Regions from separate parts of the Sus scrofa genome. Here region 1 is linked to region 2. The links are chromatin contacts, called in public Hi-C maps. All regions are on one chromosome and are shown on one strand. Each heading gives the region's core, a stretch centred on a gene start, on an enhancer-like site or on the middle of the called end of the contact. The rest is flanking DNA. Distances are from core to core; before and after follow the strand shown. Region 1 has its middle 300 kb from the start of VLDLR. Region 2 overlaps LOC100737021 (a long non-coding RNA gene).

Region 1 (2,937 bases), core at 50-2,549, 170 kb before region 2:
TAAGACTAATTTTGACCAAAAAAGTAAGACACAAGCAAAAACATATCATAAAATCCCATTTTTTATAAAATCAGGCAAAATGAATCTATTGTGCTATAAACAGGAGAGTAGGAAATTTTAGGGGGCTGGGAAGGATAGCATTGGGAGGAACACAAAGGGGTCTTCTGGAAACAGGGTGCTATTCTATTTCTTAACCTGGAAGTAGCCACACAAGTGTGCTCATTGTGAGACAGTTCACTGAGTGATACAATTATGATACAATTATGCACTTTTCTGTCTATACCTTTTATTCACATTAAAAGTTTAAAAATAATGTCAAAGGCATCATGCCTCTATGTCATGTGGGTCCTATCAAGGCATGTCTAGTTTTATGAGGGAACCAATCAGTATCTCCCCAGCTTTCAGGACCCAGCTTAGATGCCACCTCATCTCTAAGCTTTCCTTGTTGAGACAAAATTCTCTCAATTTCTCTCTCTTCTGTGCTCCTGTCACCCTTTGCTTATATTCCCACTTTCGAATCTGTCATAATTTGTTTGAACTAGCTAACTTTGCAAATTGGCCTTTCCCCCCCCACTGAATTTAACTTTCTGATACAGAAATCATGATTTATTTATCTGTATATCTCTTAGAGCCCTTGAAACACTGACTAGTAGAAGTTCAGTAAGCATTTGTGGACTCAGATCGACTCCTCTGCCACAATATGTTAAAGCCAGACATTATCCTAATTAAGACAGCTGAAATTCTATTAATATGGCCTGTGACCTTAAAAGGAGAGATCATTAAGAGGCACAGAAAACCTGTCATGCTTCTGTGTTGTTACTAAGATGATCTCTTAGAAAATCCTTTATTCCCACAAATAAAGCATGTGCTACATACCAGGCCCCATTTCAATCCCACAGCTGCTTAGATGTCACCTCCAGAAAACATATATCCTCAAGAAGCCCCCAGTTAGGAGACTGAAAAATAGTAAAAAAAAAAAAAAAAAAAAAAAAAGATAGTGTGCTTCAAGTTTTCTTAGAAAAAAAAAAAAAAACACAAAAGGAGGGATTGCAAGAAAAAAGAATGAAGGATAAAAGAGTCTAGCTCAGTACAAAAAAAGCCCCAAATCCCTGGAGTCACAGTCTTATGTGGAGCCAGAAGCGGCTGCTAAAGAGGTTGAGTGTGGAGGTGGGAGCTACAGGGCTGAGGCAGGACCTCTCTTTGTCTCTTAGACCACTCCCAGCCCCCCCACCCCCAGGACACTGGCACCTGCATCCTTCTCCCTTACTCACTCCCTACCCTGGGACTTGGGTGCTATCCACCCAACACCCCTGCTTCACATGCTCTGTGGTGTGTGCTCATCCTACTTGGCTTCAGTGTGGGCCCCTGGCATTGACACTCTTGCTGGAAACCAGCTGCCTCCACATTGGCTAGGCCATTTCCTTTCTGAGAATAAGGAACACTTTTTCCTCTTGTTCAAGAAACAAATATAAAATCGGGGGTGGCCTCAATATCATTTGGCCCTGGAGGCAAATAAACCAAGGTGATTCATCCATCTGAAGGTGTCAGGAATGATCTCACAGCTAGTATAGAAAGCAACAACCTCTGTGCTTTGATATGAGCAGGCTTACACAACCTCAGCGCATTGACATTTGGGGCCAGGTAATTCCTCACAGTGGGAGGCTATCTCATGCATTGCGGGTAATGGGCAGCAACCTTGAATTCTACACATTAGCTGCCAGTAGCAGGCCCTCAAAATGTGACAGCTGAAAGTGTCTCCAAATAGTGCCAAATGTACCCTTAGTTTGGTATATGGCCACTTAATTGTTGAGAAGAGGGAATGTTATAACAAAGCAGTTAGGGAAGAAGACTAAGAATTAGAAAGACCTGGATTCAAATCTTAGTTCTGCCTCTTATTAAATGTGTGCATTTGGCGAGTTATTTCATTCTTCTGCATAATAAACTTTACTGTTTTACATGAAGGGAATTATGGGGTCTAAAATAAGGTCCATTAACCAAGTCTGGGAACCAAGGAAGGTGGTGGGGAGGAAAAATCCTTAAGATTTCCAGGTGACCAGGAGTTGCATTTGAAAGAACAACTAGATGCTAGATGGTCCAAGGGGTCAAGGTAGGGACTGTATGAGTCAAGTGTAACCATGAACAGTTCATGTCAGTTAGTAGGCAGATGTCTGCTGAGACTACCAACTCCCTCACTTTATAGATGAAGAAGCTGAAGTCCAGAAAGGTGAACTGGACACTCTTAACCCAAGAGCTGATTATTTGCATATCTAGGACTGGAAAGTAGGACATTTTCTACTGAACTATGCTGTCCTGAAAGGAAGAAAATAGGTGCTTAGTATTTCAGTTACTTCACCTAGAAATACACAGTAAAGCACCTCAAAACCATGCAGCAAGCCCACAATAAAAATAATCATTTGTATGATGACAATATACTCTTTCTTTACAAGGGTGTTAAAAATTCCACATGTTGGGAATATGGACCTAGAAGAAGGTTATAGGAAGTAAATCTTTAAAAGCATCAGAAAGAGAAGCTTTAACCCCATTTCTTAACTCCTGCTAGCCCTGTAATGCCAGTCTTTGTAAAAATGTGAAAACTATGTTTACAACATATATATTTATGGGGGAATAATAATTTAAAATATATTTTCTATAGTATTTCCATCTTCTAGAATGATTCTTGCTCTGGGCCTCTCCACTCATTGAAGCAAAGGATTTAGGAGCTTTTAGGAAAAGGTGGAGACCAACTATAACAATAAAGTTAATTCTCATCTCTGACTAGCAAATAGGATTTATGAGTCACTAGCAAGGTAATAGTCTTTGAAGTCAGGCTTTGGGGAAGAGAAATGAATTTCTAAATTCCTTGAGTTTCCATCAACATATCAGGAGCTACAGCTGGTGGGCTATCTTCTAATAAGTTCCTATAATCCTTGAGGAGAA
Region 2 (3,282 bases), core at 780-3,279:
TCAACCTGGAATGCCCTTTAGGTCTGTCACTGCCTGGCTAACCTCTGCTCATCTTTTAAGACTCAGCTCAGGATGCATCTGCTCCTCCAGGCAGCCTTCTTTCAACTCCAGGCTGCATGAGATGCCTCCCCCCTGCACCCTGTTTTAACTTGCCTGTATCGTCATAGACCAGTGCTATCCAACAAAAATCTAACGGAAGCCACAAAAATTTAAATTTTCTAGTAGCAGAGTTTTTAAAAATCAAAAAGAAACAGGTGAAGTTAACTTTAACTATATTTTATTTAACCCAGCACATCCAGAATGGTAATCAGTATTAGATATTTTGCATTCCTTCATCATTTCAAGTCTTCAAAATCCACTGTGTGTTTCATATGTAGAGCACACCTCAATTCAGATCAGAAACATTCCAAGAGCTCAAAAGCTACTCATGACTAGTGGTAACTGTGCAGGACAGACAAGCCTTAAACTGAAATAATCTACTGATGGTTTTGCTTTCCCTATTGGGAGGCAAGCTGCTCAAGGACAAGGTCAATGTCTTACTTGGAGTTTCATCAGTGTTGCATCAGTGCCTGACATATATTGAGCACTCGGCAAATGTTTGCTAAACTAAATGGACCTTAAGGTGTTTTGAGAGAAGGTGGAACTTTTGCAGCTGCTAAAATGAAGCACAGCTTTATGTGTACTGATAATAATAAGGATGATATGAATAATAGCTAATATTTCTGTCTTTGACCTTGTTCTATGCCCTTTAAATGTATTATTTAGTCCTCCCCACAATCTCACGTACTATGCAGCATTATTACCTTCACGTTATAGATAAAGAACTTTTTATTTTCTTTTTAGGGACACACCTGCAGCATATGTAAGTTCCTGGGCTAGGGGCTGAAACAGGGCTGCAGCTGCTGGCCTATACCAGCTTGCGACAACGCCATATCCTTAACCCGTGGAGCAAGGCTAGGGATTGAATCCACATCCTCATGGATACTAGTCTGGTTCTTAACTCACTGAGCCACAACAGGAACTCCTAGATAAAGAAATCTGCCCCCAAATGATATGGCTACTAAGTGGAACAGTCAGAACTTACTGAAGTAGTTAAAGAAAAATAGCTACTTTGTTGTACAGCAGAAATTGTCATGACATTGTAAATCAATTATATGTTTAAAAAATAAAAAATAAAACCAGGTTTGCATCTGTGAGGATTTTTTTAAAGTACATGACAAATACAAACACCTCATAATAATTAAATAGTTGAAAATAAACTACAGTCACAGATGTTATAAGCCTACTCTGATAGGTAAACCTACTCTAGAATCTCCTTTCCCAACCTCGCCAGCATTTTTTCTGGGACTTTGTCATCTGCTGAGTTTTACCTCATACAGGTGTACCTCTTTCCAAGTTTTTGAACCAACTGCTTCTGGTCTGAAATTTAATATCTTTTATAGTTGCCTTCTAAGATACTTGCATTCTGCCTGTCTTATCAAAATGGCAGAGCTCTTCACAAACCACTCTAGTGAGTAGTCATCTTTCTCAGCGCCTCATCTTCTCCCAGGATATGGGGAAAGAATGGGGCATAAACTGTTTTCCTCCACATGCTGCCCCCAGAGGACGCTTCAGTCTTGCTTACACGGCCTGGGGGTGGGGATGGGGGGGGGTAACTAATCACTGCTAATGTGTGCTTTGTATAAGGGAACTGGGCTGAACTCTGTTTAAAAAAATGATGCAGATTTCAATTTTTGTGTGTGTGTACAAAAATTCCATTATCTCTGAACCACGGGAACCAGAACCACATTTGGCAAAGGAAATAAAGCTGGAGACACAAGGAAAGAATAGATTAGGAGAAGCCTTGAAAACAGGCAGCCACGTTTAGATTTGATGTGGTGGGAAATAAAGATCCCTGGAGGGTTTCTGAGCAAGGGAGTGATGTGATGAAAACAGTGATTAAGGAAGATGAAATGCAAGCGGGACAAATTAAAGGGAGGGACGTGGATCTGAGAGGAGGCAGCCATCTGGGCGCTGGGAGGCAGGGAGAGAAAGCCAGGGGACTGGGAAAAGGAATCACGATTCTGTGAATTAACATATGCCACCCTGAAGTCCTTCACTACCAAGTTACCACCAGTTTTTTATGCTCTTACTCTTTCGGCATGGCAAAAATAAACCCATGAGGAGCTGAATATTTTCATTAAAATGATAGTAAAATTTCATCTATGTGAATATAGTGGTTTGACTATATGTGTACCCTGCTGGGCAAATGAGCTTTACCAGGAACCTATGGAACAGTTTGCAGGCAGAAATGGTGCTCAGAGAAAGTTATATTAGACCCTTATTCACAGAATAAACAAGCACAATGAAAACCAAATAATTTTTGTACAGAGAAAGACAAATAGCATATATCACTTATGTGTGGAATCTAAAAAATGATACAAATGAACTATTTACAAAACAGACACAGACTCACAGACATAGAAAATAAACTTACGATTATCGAAGGGGATAGCTCAGGGAGTGGGGGTTGTGCTTGGGAGGGATAAATTAGGAGTTTGTGACTAACAGATACACACTACTATATATATAACAGATAAACAACAAGGATCTACAGGATAGCACAGGGAACTATATTCAATAATACTGTACAGCAAAGGAAACGATGCCCCATCTCTTGGGGTAGAACAAGATGGAAGATGGTATGAGAAAAAATGTGTGTGTGTGTGTGTGTGTGTGTACTGGGTCACTATGCTATACAACAGAAATTGACAGGACGTTGTGAATTAACTATATTCTAATAAAAATATCTTGTGATAATCTATAAAGACTCTGAGAATGAATATACATGTATATAACTGAACCACTTTGCTGTATACCTGAAACTAACACAACACTGCAAATCAACTAACCTTCAATTTAAAAAAAAAGTGTTTTTAAAGCAGCCTCATGTGGATGAAGCCCACAGGACAGCCCATGAGTATCCCTAACTTGTTGCCCTAAAGGATTCTAAAAGCATTCTTTCCAAGTCAGATTCTACAGTGGCAGAAATCCACAAAGAACTTGGGTTAACCAACACTATTTGCCAATGCCCTATGCCCTAAGCCATCATGTTCTCTGAATTTGACCAAATTTTTTTTCTTTTTTTCTTTTTAGGGCCACACCTATGACATATGGAAGTTCCCAGGCTAGAGGCTGAATCAGAGCTACAGCTGGGGGCCTACACCACAGCCATAGTAACTTGGGATCTGAGCCACATCTTCAACCTACACCACAGCTCATGGGCAACGCCAGATCCTTAAC

The links. A called contact is a pair of places that touch in the nucleus more often than the background predicts.
Region 1: a Hi-C map of heart right ventricle shows a contact between it and region 2, with 2.2 times the contacts expected there. The contact joins two enhancer-like sites. A contact is called at or near these places in 1 of 47 Hi-C or Micro-C datasets (heart right ventricle) and 1 of 2 datasets of contacts at active chromatin or transcription factors (skeletal muscle).

Annotation. Positions count from the first base shown.
Region 1 is chr1:219,509,878-219,512,814 of Sscrofa11.1, reverse strand. No RefSeq gene overlaps it. Among named protein-coding and RNA genes, the nearest start is that of VLDLR, 300 kb to the right of the region's middle. Within about 2 kb of position 1,299, at least 2 of the 83 cell types and tissues checked have an H3K27ac peak or open chromatin away from gene starts, as enhancers often do.
Region 2 is chr1:219,337,023-219,340,304 of Sscrofa11.1, reverse strand. The region is part of intron 5 of LOC100737021 (a long non-coding RNA gene); the gene reads right to left. Among named protein-coding and RNA genes, the nearest start is that of VLDLR, 130 kb to the right of the region's middle. Within about 2 kb of position 2,029, at least 4 of the 83 cell types and tissues checked have an H3K27ac peak or open chromatin away from gene starts, as enhancers often do.